Linked DNA regions of Zea mays: region 1 is linked to region 2. Evidence: chromatin contacts called from public Hi-C data. All regions are on one chromosome and are shown on one strand. Each heading gives the region's core, a stretch centred on a gene start, on an enhancer-like site or on the middle of the called end of the contact. The rest is flanking DNA. Distances are from core to core; before and after follow the strand shown. Region 1 holds the start of LOC100275712 (cyclic dof factor 2). Region 2 holds the start of LOC103649981 (geranylgeranyl diphosphate reductase, chloroplastic-like).

Region 1 (6,571 bases), core at 3,538-6,037, 430 kb after region 2:
TTTGATGTTCTTCCCCGAAGATCCAACCTTTTCCCGGTCACCATCTCCCTCTTGGCGTGTTCTCCCGACATCACTTCGAGTTGTTAAACTCTAATGAATAACCTGGCTTTGATACCAATTGAAAGTCGCCTAGAGGGGGGGGGGATAGGCGAAACCTGAAAATTATAAACTTTGAACACGCACTACACTCAGGGTTAGCGTTAGAAATAAACTCGGAGTGAGGAAGGTCGTTTCTCTTGCTATGAGTTTCTCAATCAATGCGGATAACTTTGGGAGCAAACTCAAAACGATGTGAGCAAGAGAACTTTAAAGAGAGAGGAGAGGGGAGAAACAAATTGAGTGATGAAGATCAACATAAGTGAACACGGCGATTCGTTTCCCGAGGTTTGGTTCCAAAGAACCTACTCCCCGTTGAGGAGGCCACAAAGGACGGGTCTATTCCAGCCCTTCCCCTCTCTCAATCGGTCACTTAGACTGGTTGAGTTCTTCTTCTTAATCACGCGGGTCACTAAGACCCCACAAGGATCACCACATAATTAGGTGTCTCTTGCTAGCTTTACAAAGCACTTAGAAAGATTAGAATGAGAAGAAGAATGCAACCAAGCAACAAAGGAAACACAAATCACCCTCTCACAAGTCACTAAGCACTTGATTTGATTTTGGAGAGAGGATTTGATGCTTTGATTGTGTCTTGGAGTCTATTCTTTTGCTCTAGTATTGAATGGAGAAGTTGCAATGCTTGGATGGCTTGAATGGTGGTGGTTGGGAGGTATTTATATCCTCCAACCACTTCCTAGTCGTTGGCTGACTTTGCTGTCGCTGGGCACACCAGACAGTCTGATGGTGCACCGGACACTCTATTGTTCACTGTCTAGTGAGTGCCACATCAGCCGACCGTTGGGGTTTGGAGTTGTTGACCGTTGAAGTCTTCTATCTTCTTGTGGCACCGAACAGTCCGGTGTGTTCTGACTTTCTAGATTGACTCTTGACTTCTGCGATGCTGACCGCACCACAGTCAGCAAGTCGACCGTTGGGCAAAGTTGACCGTTGCTCCGTTGGCTCACCGGACAGTCCAGTGGTGCACCGAACAGTCCGATGAATTTTAGTGGACGCGCGCTGAGGAAACACGAGAGCGACCAGTTCACGGAGGGCTGCAGCCTAGGCACCGGACAGTGTCTGGTGCGCCACTGGCTGCACCAAATCTTGTATGCTCCAAACTTTGTAGAGTTCCCTTAAGTCTTTTTCTCCGTATGTTTATGTTGAACTTTATGCACCTGAGAAAAACATCCACTAGACAAACCAGTTAGTCCATATGTTTTGTAATGGACGTCAAACACCAAAATCGATTAGGCCCCGTTTGTTTCGTTGGAATTGAATTTCATTTTAATAATTATAATTTAGACAAAACTAATTAAGTTCATATATTTATATATGTAATATATTTGTATATTATCCTAAATCATATGAGAGAGATAGTTATATACTACATTTACGTTATAGCGAAGCAAGTAGAAGAGTGTGTTATAAGTTGTACATTGGAAAATAGCATGTAAATCTATAGAATAAATTTCCATCTCTCACTCCATAAATTTGAGATAGGCTTATATGATAACTTTGGAAAGTGGTGGAATGTCATATTTGAAAAAAAGTAGCCTATTCCATTAGTAAAATTACAATTCCTCAAAATAAAAGGAAACAAACGGGACCTTATAGGAAATGTTGAAGCCATTTCCCTTTCACTAACCCTTTTTATAGCTCATTCGATTGTTCATCCTCTTTCAGCTAATGAGGTGATACTATACGTAAGTGTTGCTCTGTGTGCAACTTCGTGTCGTGTTGTATTTAGCTATTTTCTCGCCATCTATCTGAGAGATAACACCCCACGCCACTTGACGAGCACGACGATTGTGAAATCGTGGGACCGTGAGTACTACAAAAGTAGAGAAGAGATCTAACTAGTTGACTATTGTCCTAGTCGTAACAAACTATATAGTAGTGGTCCGTTAAAAAAACTTTATTATTGTTACTTTACACATATCCCACCTTTTTTATAATCCTATTGTCGATGTTTGGATCCGTGGACCTAACCGACTAGTAAAATAATGTTACGTGTCCCTAACCCAGATGTGTGATGCAAGATGACATAAGTCTTTATTCTGGTTCGGGTAAGACAAAGTCTTACTTCCAGCAGAGGGGAATGAGACTTATATTTTTTGCACCTAAGTGCTTGCAGTAGGGAATACAAGTCGAACGGGAGAGAGAATAATCCCATGTCCCTAGGGTTGATTGAGGCAAATATCAATACCGTGATGAAAGAGAAAACTGTGAAGTGTTCACCTGTCTACGTGAAGCTATAGACTATCCTATTTATAGCCTCAATAAGGGTTGCCTCGAATACTGGAGTTGGCTGAGTACTGTGAGAAGGCGTCACCGTGCCCCTTAGACCGTATGGCTTAGAGTATGATTTGTGTCTACTTAATTTCTACTTAGAGCCGAGATCAAGCCGAAGGCCCTCTAGCACCAAACCTAGAGATGGCAATGGGTACCCGCGACCCGATACTCGATGGGTATTTACTCCATTAGGGTATGTATATGGGCTAAATATTCTACCCATGGGTATGTTATTGGGCAAAAATCTTCACCCAATGGATAAACGGGTATTAGAACGTTCCGCCTTTACCCATACCCGTTAACCCGTGGGTATAAAATACCCAATATAAACTTAGCCCAAGCATTAACTTGGACTTTAGTCATCCATATTTTTTACTATTAACAATCTTTTAGACCATAATGTCATAGAAGGCTTAACGATAATTTAATGACCATGTAATGGAACATGTAATGTGCTATGTAGTACTATCCTAGTGTTACTACTTTATCCAATTATCTTTGGTGTGTTGAATGGATGGTTAAATGATGCTATAAAATTTTGTAATGGTATTTATATGGATATACTTGACATTTGTATAGTATAATATTTTGATAGATGTTTAATTTTTGTGGGTACGGGTGACCCGATGGGTGACTCATACCCATATGGGTATGAGTATGGGGGTAAATCCGTACCCACTAGTGTATATGGGTGACCCGGTAAGATTAATTTTGTGTCATACGTATGAGTATGAGATAGTAATAGCCGGTTGATATTTACCCATTGTCATCTCTAACTAAACCCTTTAGCCAGGGGTTACTCATGCCGTAGTGGCGTAGTGGTTGACACAGCTGAGTGCACTGTGCAACCGTTGCCAAGCTACCAGGGCCACTCGGGCCCATCAGAACAGAGGAGACAAAGGCACAGCGGCACGTGACACGTGATGCGACTTGCGAGCAGCAGTGCAGCCCGCTTTTTTTCTTCTCTCGCCGAAAAGGGAGCAAAAAGAAAGACGAAAAGAGTAGGAAAAGCGGGGGCTGGTGGCCGCCCCTTTGCGCTCCGCTTTTCGCAAGATTCGCCCACGGCATGCCGCCCCGGCGCTGACGTCACACGCGCGGCCTCCCAGCCACGAAAACTCGTGGCTGTCGGGCGCCCGCGCCGCTGACCTGGACGCCAGCTGCCCCCCGCGCACGGCGTCACCCGATCGCAGACCGGATCGTGCGCCGCAGTCGTTTTCGCGTTGCGTGCCCCCAGAGAAAGTGCCAAGTCGCATATACACCCCTGGACCCTGGAGAATTTTTGTAACGGCCTAGTTTTCTTTTGTTTGTTGTTGTTTTGTACAAGGGTTTTTATTTGTTGCTGTTGTATTTTTGTATTACAAATGCATGCCAAAGCTGTTTCTTTTTCTAAAGATCCATGCCAAAGCTATTACCGTCTGATTTACCATACCCGACTCTCTACTACGTCATTTTGGATTTGTCTTAACTTTAACTTTTCTAAACTCCTATAATTTCCAGGAAAAGGTACGTACCATCATATGCAAGCATCTTAGTTTTTTTTTTCTAAATTCTTGGGTCGAACATGTTGATTTTTTCTTTTAAAAAAAGTTGAAGTGATTTTTTAGAAGATCTAGTGTTAAGCAAGTACATGAATAAACACAAGCATAAAAATAACTTCTCAACCTTTAGCTATCCCAGTTTCCCGATTCCCGATCCTAGACTACAAAACCGGGCCGAACATTTAAAAAATACCTCCTATATTTGTGGTATTTAGTTTTTTTATGATTTCAGACTTCACTCTTGTATACAGACTAGTATAAGTAAATTATTGTTTTTTTATAATTTGTTGCATCATAATAAATCAATATTTATCCTTATCTGACTATAGAAATAATGTTAACAATCTTTAATTTATGCCAACATGGATCAGACTTTTTCTGGTTTATAGTTGTGTTTAACTATTTTTTATTTCCTGGAACAAATTTATGCCTATATAAATTGCAACAAACCAGATGCACAATTAACATGTATGCAATAACAGTTGTCTAAAAGAAAACTAAAATTCATACGCATGTGTTTTAGTAACCCCTCTAAAAAAGCTTACTAACTATTCAAACCTAATCCCGCAACAACTCTCCCTCGGTTTTCCATCGTGTGGCACAATTTTGAAAATCGATCAACCTCGAGAGATGAAGATTGAGAAAATAGATATTCTATCTATTTTTTTTATTTGTTATGTTTTAGTTAAAAATAAACTAGTCGACGACAAATATTCGAAAACGAAGGTAGTATTATACAGACAGTAAAGGAATTCTGAAGTTTGAGCTATGTTTAAATTTGAATGGAAAATTGTTTAAGCTAGATTTGAAAGGATCATTAGATCTCTCGTACCATGTCAGAATATCAATTTTTGCATTTCTGTGGGGATGTATTTGCAACTCCTCACGAGCTTTTGGTTCGGAGCCTCGGAGGAAACGCTTTTAAGGCTAGTACCCCATCTCAAATTCCTCTGTTTTCCCCCAATTCCGCAACACCCCGCTACTATATCCATTACTGCCTCAGCCTGTCTCTCTCCTCCAGCTTGGTTCCTTCCTCTCGCCGCTTCGAGAGCGCGTAGTCAGCAGCGGCTTGCGTTCCTGTCGGTCTCGCAGGCGGGAGCAGAGCAGGACGAGGATGTCGGATCAGAAGGATCCTGGGATCAAGCTCTTCGGCCGGGTGATCCCGTGGGGGCCTGAAACCGCCCCGGGAACCACGGAAGTGGAGGACCCGCCGCAGGATGAGCTGCAGCCACGGGCGCCGGAGGTTGCCGCGGCGGTGGATGAGGTTAGTTTAGTATACTCGATTGCACTTTGTCACTCCAGCGAGTGGCAGACTTGTCATGTCGCTGCAGGCGATTCGATTATGTGATCGGCGGTTCAATTTCAGTTACGCGCTCTTTTTAACTTTACTTTTCCGTTTTAAATTTAGTGTCGGGAATCTCGTCTGAGGTTGTTTAGAATTTGGAAGCGCAAGCTAAAAATAGAGCGAGATCGTGTGTGTGTGGGCGCTACGAGGTACAGGCCGATCAAGATCAGGGCAAGTTCGATTAGGATTTATGAATGGATGGATAGACCTAAAAAAGTCCATGAGGGCATGTTCGGTTTGAGGAGGTTTAAGGGGTATTGGAGCGGATTAAATCCTCTCCTATTTAGATTTAGATTTGTATAGAAGGGGATTAAATCTCTTTTAATCCCCTCAATCCACTTCTAACCGAACAATTCCTGAATGGGTTAGAATAGCGTCCCCCACGCCCCACCAAAAAAAACCCGCCCGTACACAGTTTATGCTTGGAAGTTTGGAGTCTGGACCACTTTTATCTCTCTCTCGTTTTGACGTGATGGATGCATCACGAGTAAGAACAGTTATAATAATAAACACTAAACAAACTAATGTTGAGATGGAAGAGCGAGAAAAGAAGAGAGAAGAAACGGACTATAAACTTATCATTAACTTAGACAAAGGGATAAAAAAATTATGATAGACATGTGGCCTATATGTTACTAGTGAAGAACTAACTACTCCCTCCGTTTCTTTTTAGTTGTCGCTGGATAGTTCAATTTTACACTATCCAGCGACAACTAAAACGAAACGAAAGGAGTACTATACAAGTAGGCTAAGTGATAAGTTGCAATGATCCGTACCACTATCATTTAGCTATATTATTAGTCTTGCTCTAAGAAAGTCTCCAAGGATGTTATGTAAAGAATCATCTTCGACAACGACCTCTGAATACCGAAGAGGACACTCCTTTATCCTCGATATACACAGAGACTCTCTCTTCTTTTCTCTAATCATTTTTATAATTTAGACTGCGAATCAAACAAAACTAAAGTATATATAAAGTATTTGAGGACACACAAATATGTGCGTACAAAAATCTAAAGCAAAATACGTCATATTTGATATATGGAGGACGAGATATAAAAGTTGTTGAAAAGAAAGATATAGAGAGAATAATCTTTTAGAGGATACGATTTTTTTTTAACAAAAATAGAGATATAGACAACACTGAGAAGCACACACGATTCCAGCGTCTAGGTAAACACCGATCCTCCATGACCATGACACACGATTCCACAGTACCTCTTGCAGATGCGAAGCCCACACTGAAGCACGCGTTGTGGGGCAGATGGGGCAGCCCATGCCACAGTAGCAATAGGCA
Region 2 (6,679 bases), core at 3,305-5,804:
CTAAGACCTCGAAGGAGTCAAACCACTCCTCCGAGGCCTCAGGGGCTACACCCGGCAGGTGCGCTCGCGCGCACCCACCGGAATGAAACGCAACCGAGAAAGGCCGGTCCCCTTGCAAAAAAGTGCGACAAAAGCCTCCAATCGAGTATCAACACTCCCTTCGAGGCTCGGGGGCTACTGTCGGGGACCATAATTAGGGGTACCCCCAAGACTCCTAATCTCAGCTGGTAACCCCCATCAGCACAAAGCTGCAAAGGCCTGATGGGCATGGTTAAGGTCAAGGCTCAGTCCACTCAAGGGACACGATCTCGCCTCGCTCGAGCCCAGCCTCGGGCAAAGGTATCCGACCCCGGAGGATTCACGTCTCGCCCGAGGGCCCCCTCAAGCGACGGACACACCTTCGGCTCGCCCGAGGCCCAGTCTTCGCGGAGAAGCAACCTTGGCCAGATCGCCACGCCATCCGACCGTATCGCAGGAGCATTTAATGCAAGTATCGACTGACACCTTATCCTGACGCACGCTCCTCAGTCGACAGAGCCGAAGTGACCGCAGTCACTTCGCCGCTCCACTGACCGACCTGACAGGAAAACAGCGCCGCCTGCCCCGCTCCGACTGCTGTGCCATTCGATAGAGTGAGGCTGACAGCAGCTAAGTCCAGCCTTGGGCGCCATGGGAAGCTCTGCCTCGCCCGACCCAGGGCTCGGACTCAACCTCGACCCCGGAAGACGGACTCTGCCTCGCCCGACCCCAGGGCTCGGACTCAGCCTCGGCCTCGGAAGACGGTCTCCGCCTCGCCCGACCCAGGGCTCGGACTCAGCCTCGACCCCGGAAGACGGACTCCGCCTCGCCCGACCCCAGGGCTCGGACTCAGCCTCGACCCCGGAAGACGGACTCCGCCTCGCCCGACCCCAGGGCCCAGACTCGACCTCGACCTCGGAGGAGCCTCCGCCTCGCCCGACCTCGGGCTCGGACCCGCCACGTCACAGGGAAGGCCATCATTACCCTACCCCTAGATAGCTCAGGCTGCGGGGGACAAGACCGGCGTCCCATCTGGCTCGCCCCGGTAAACAAGTAATGATGGCACCCCGCGTGCTCCATGACGACGGCGGCTCTCAGCCCCTTACGGAAGCAAGGAGACGTCAGCAAGGATCCGACAGCCCCGACAGCTGTACTTCCACAAGGCTCAAGCACTCCTCCGACGGCCACGACATCACATGAACAGGGCGCCAAAACCTCTCCGGCTGCCACGACGGCATGTACTTAGGGCTCTAGCTCCTCTCTGCTAGACACGTTAGCACACTGCTACACCCCCCATTGTACACCTGGGCCCTCTCCTTACGCCTATAAAAGGAAGGTCCAGGGCTCTCGTACGAGAAGGTTGGCCGCGCGGGAGAACGGGCCGACGCACAGGGCTCCCTCTCTCTCTCTCTCTCCCACGCGGATGCTTGTAACCCCCCTACTGCAAGCGCACCCGACCTGGGCGCAGGACAACACGAAGGTCGTGGGTTTCCCCTTTGCCGTTTCTCCCCCCTTTGTGCTCCATCTCGCGCCGACCCATCTGGGCTAGGACACGCGGCGACAATTTACTCGTCGGTCCAGGGACCCCCCGGGGTCGAAACGCCGACAGTACCCGACACGATAGGTGCGGGTATGGGTGGAGGTTTTGACCCGCAGGTGCAACCCGCATCCGACCCGAAGTTTCGCGGGCGTTGGTGCGGGTTTCTATTTTAACCCGTGGGTGACCCGCACCCGATCCAAATATTGGTTCATTCTTTATTTTGCATAAAAATAATTAAGATACAATACTAATTATTTTGAATAATTAACTTAGCTAATGATTCATAAAATATTCTGTTGCTGGTCAACGTGAAAAGGCTTAAAATCTATAGATATAACTCAATTATTGTTGTTACTCAATTACTTATACATGAATTATTTTTAAAAGTGTACATTAATGCCACGTTTGATCATTGGAATTGAATTTCATTCTAATAATAGTAATTTAGGTATATATCAATTAAGCTAATTTGATTTTATGTAAAATATATTTGTATACTATTATTAGTAAGATATCGGAGATATTTATGTGCTCCATTTTTATTATAAAGAAGTGAACCGAAGAGCGTCATGTAAGTTACAGAGTAAAAACAAATTCTAGTAATACATAAAATCATTTCCCATGCCCCACTCATGAATTTGAGATAGACTTATATCTGAACTTTGGAAAGTGATGAAATGTCAAACTCAAAGCTAAATAGGTTACTTTATTAAGTGAATTCTAATTTCCCTAAAACGAAGGTATCCAAATGCCCCCGCGAGAGTTTTTCATGACTCGATAGTTTGATTGCACGGTAACTTGATAGTTTGATAATTTTTACCGACATTAAAAACTTTTAATGTGATTTCTCTGTGACTTGTAGGTATATCCAGAGCACATGTGCTACCACAGGAGATAGGTTTGTACGAGGGTCTTGACTGGCTCTCGAACAACATTGCAAACAAGGTATTGATTACCAAACTCCACACACTCGTTTGCAAAATTATTGTAGTTTAATCAGCATTCCCATGATCTTTGAAATAAGTCGGACCTTTTTCGCTGCTTAGCATTACCAAGACTGTCATGTACTCATGCGGCACACTGACATACCAATGAACACAGGCCTGATTGGATATTTCTGCGGTTTCACGGAGCACATGGTGAGGCATTTTCCGCAGAAACGGAGCCATGGTCATTTTGATGATTGTTGTTTCATTGGAATGTTTAAGTGTTGTATTTCTTTGGTAGGCTTTTCAGAGAGCTGGTTTTGTTTTGTACTTATGTTGCGTGATTACTCTCAATACATGTTCCGATGTTAAGACACTGTAATTGGCCATTAGCGCTGGTAGATCGTTTACTGAGCAATTCAGTTCATTTTAATGCATCGCAATTGTGCTGTACGATAAGGTTATCACTTGACATTCGCATTGTGGGTATAGTTCGATATGTATCCGGTTCCTAACCACAGCTTATTCATGGCAAAGTTTTAAGATCTTTACCAAATTTCAAAGGAAGGGTATAAAATGCATTGAGAAAACGATGACAACGTCAATCGGCCACATCTTACATTATTATTATTCAGCAAAGCTCCTATCTAGCCTTGCAGCTCCAGCCGTCGCAGGCGCTCCACCTCCCTGCCGATGACGCCGCAGCGCACCATGCTGGCCACCGTCCGCCACAGCAGCCGGAGGTCGCCCCACGGCTCGCCAGGCACCATCCGCTTGTACAGGTAGCTTTCGAACGTCCGCCGCTGCACGTAGTCGTCGGAGCACATCTCCACCAGCGCCTCGCGGCCGGCATTCCCGCCGTAGAACACGCGCTGCAGCAGGTCCAGGAACCGGAACATGAGCAGGAACTCGTCGTCCCAACGCCGCAGGTAGCCGCGCCTCAGCCCGGCCTCCGTCACGGAGCCCGTGCGCGCCCACTCCTCCGCCATGGCCTGCCCGCACAGCCGCCCCGACTTTGCCGCGAAGTAGATGCCCTCGCCGGAGCACCGCGTGACGTACCCCGCCGCGTCGCCGACTAGGGCCACGCGCCCCACGACGCGGCGCGGGCGCGGGTGCTCTGGGATCGGGTGGGCCTCCACCTTGACTACGCGGCCGCCGGCGATCTTGGGGCCCGCGCGCGCCCGGATGCCGGACTGGAGGCGCTTGATCTCCGGCTTGGCGGCGACGGTGCCGGTCCCGACGGCCACGTGGTCGCACTTGGGGAACACCCAGCCGTAGAAGTCCGGGGACACGTCCCCGCCCACGTACATCTCGGCGAGGTCGTCGTAGTACGCCATGCCGGCGTCGGGGAGGCGGATGCGCTCCTGGAACGCGATGGCCGTCGTGTAGTCCCCGGCCCCGACCTCGCGCGCCACGCGGCTGTTGGCGCCGTCCGCGCCGACGATGGCGTCCACCTCCAGCACGCTCCGTCCCGCTCCCACGCCCTCCGGGGAGGACGAGATGTAGTGGACGAGGTAGGGGTCGGCGGGCCCCGCGGGGAGCGAGAGCGAGGTGACGAGGCCCGGGACGAGCTCGGCCCCGGCCTCGACGGCGCGGCGGCGGAGGAAGGAGTCGAGCACCTCGCGGCGGAGCATGGGGATGTGCGCCCCGGGGGGCAGCGCGCGGGAGAAGTCGGCTGCGAGGTTGGAGGGGGAGAGCACGCGCATCCGGGTGACGCGGCGGTCAACGAGGTCCCGCGGGATGGCGAACTCGTCCAGCATACAGAGTGGGATGGCACCGCCGCAGGGCTTGGCGCCCGCGGGGCTGCGCTCGAGGAGGAACGTCCGGGCCCCCGCCGAGGCCAGCGCCTCGGCAGCCGACGCGCCCGCGGGGCCACCCCCCACTACGGCGACGCGCAGCGTGCGCGCTGACGACGATGAGGAGGTGGTGGTGGCTGAGCAGGAGATGATGATGCGCGCTGGCGAATAGCAGGCGGCGGCGGCCATGGTTGTCGCTGTGGTTTGGGCGACTCCGGGAGATTCACTATGGGCTGGACGCTGGAGATTTCCTTCTTGGAGTCTAGCTGCAGGCGCGGTGTGGTGGCTCTGCAGTGGCAGTGTGACAGTTGGAATATGGGTAACAATATGATCTAAATTTTACAATAAAATTTAAGGATCTAATTAAAATCAAGTCTTATTTTTATTTATTTTTTAACTACAATTTATTTAAGGCACTATCATTTTATTAAGAAACATTTGGATCTTAATTCATTACCACCTCTACGTCCTCTACTTGGAACTCGGAAACGGGGGACGAGCCGTCCAGGTACGATTTCGAAGTGTCACTTGTTTACCGTTGGATCTAAAATGGACACATCAAGTGCTTTCAAACATACAGATTTAAAAAAAACCCGGGTTTTTGAAATGCACTGTCTGCAAACACTTGTAAGCGTGTTCAGAAGAGGGCAAAGCACAAGGTATTTTCAGAAACAAGCAGAAAATCAAACAGAAAAGCTTCATGTAAGAACTCAATGTCAACTGGAGAGTCTGCATACATCAGCTGCATTTCTCTTGCCACAAGTTAGGGCACTTCAACGGACAACAATACACGAATTTAGATTCTTCCTCTGCGAGGTGTTTTCAGGAGCACAGGTCATGGGATTGCTAGGCACAGTCCACATTGTTTTCAATATCAAACAGACTGTCCCATATGACAATTGCAGGACAGGTAATCACAATGGCTAATGAAACGTCCAGCTGCCAGACTCAAATGAAGCGTAGCTTCTTCCTTGCCACCTCTGTATCTGTAGTAGCAACAGCATAATTTTGTAAACATAACGGAAACAATGGCTGTCTCGTGGCGTCTCAACTTAACTGGACGGCACATAATGTACCTCAAATCCTCATGATGCTTGTGGGTCGGTTCCTGAGTTGTCGTCCATGGGCATTCCCCTGTTAACAAGTATTCTATCACGATTCATATGTATAGATGGAAAGGTCGGCCTGATCTGGTTAAAACATTTTCTGGGTAAACCCGCCCCAACCCGTAGGCCGTAGCTATTCTCCTCCGGTTTGGTACCCACAGATACGACAACAGCCAAGGTGGTGGCAGTGAGCGCCATGCAGGTGTCGTACAACAGATCGTAGGCCACACGGAAGAGGACATATCCGCCTCCGTGGAAGTAGATGATCAGCGGCAGCCAGTCATGGACGCCGGACCCGGACGGCACGAAGAGGCAGCACAGATGAGATGGGAAGGCAGGATTGTCAAGGTAGCGGCTGCAGTTTCTTTACTCAATTGGCAGGACCGGTATCAGCAACTTCAATAAGATAGGAAGGTGCACCGACAGCAGGAAGAAGATGAACCCACGGGTTAAGTGGTTTGGACACGATGCAAACCAGCATGTACATTGCCTCTATGTGCGGTTTGCTATGGTCTTCCTGGGTTGGGCTGGGTTGTAACCAGACTATGAACAGGCCTAGGGAGAGGGAGGGGGGAAGAAGAGAGTACACGTACAGTTCTTTTGCTTCAAGTTTAAGCTGATCAATATGATTCTGCAGGTCAACACAAGCAGCCTGAATAGCTATATTTTTTTGACACAGCTCCTGCCATTCCATTTTCAGGGCATGCAGCTGTCCTCCAGTATTTTGCTGATTAAAAAACAAATTATGAGCTGACAATGAAATATTATCATGACTCAAACTTCCAAATAAAGAGATCAATGCTTATAACCTGGTGGAACTTCCTCTCGCGATTGACATTTTCTATCCTTTCATTGTATTCTACAGCCATCTTTTGCATCCTGCATATAAGATGGCAGATCATGTCTCAAATCCATATAAGTGTGACACTGATTGGTAATATTTTAAACCTATAAAACATGTAGAGTGCTTCAGTGGACATCTAAGCTCGCACTATCACTGACATATCACACATAAGATCAACAAAATATGATTTAGATACATCATTTTTTGTCGCTTCCCAATAACTGATAGTGCAATCCGTAAACCAAACTAAGGGCACATTTAGTGCGGTTCCTCCGCAGGCACTCTGTTGCCGGAGCGGGAGCCCCGGAAACCAGCTTCGCATCCATACATGTAAAACAGCCCCAGTTCCTCTTCCACAGGTGCAGAAGCGTTTCTCCTCTCCTGGCTGTTTGGTGCAACTCCGGCTCCAGCCTCCGACGCCGAAGCTGCCAATGGAGCCATAGCCAGCA

Evidence for each region. A called contact is a pair of places that touch in the nucleus more often than the background predicts.
Region 1: a contact with region 2 is called in a Hi-C map of ear, with 5 times the contacts expected there. The contact joins the promoter of LOC100275712 here to the promoter of LOC103649981 in region 2. A contact is called at or near these places in 9 of 25 Hi-C or Micro-C datasets (bundle sheath, ear, endosperm and 3 more) and 1 of 3 datasets of contacts at active chromatin or transcription factors (leaf).

What each region holds. Positions count from the first base shown.
Region 1 is chr3:40,531,944-40,538,514 of Zm-B73-REFERENCE-NAM-5.0, forward strand. It overlaps LOC100275712 (cyclic dof factor 2), which reads left to right and starts at 4,788. Exons shown (of 2, transcript XM_020549614.3): 1 at 4,788-5,193. The coding sequence starts at 5,044.
Region 2 is chr3:40,100,182-40,106,860 of Zm-B73-REFERENCE-NAM-5.0, forward strand. It overlaps LOC103649981 (geranylgeranyl diphosphate reductase, chloroplastic-like), which reads right to left and starts at 4,555. Exons shown (of 1, transcript NM_001323411.1): 1 at 3,105-4,555. The coding sequence starts at 4,469. The coding sequence ends at 3,132. LOC100284614 (BCAS2 protein) reads right to left here. Exons shown (of 7, transcript NM_001317967.1): 4 at 6,196-6,265; 5 at 5,980-6,113; 6 at 5,357-5,414; 7 at 4,948-5,266. The coding sequence ends at 5,366.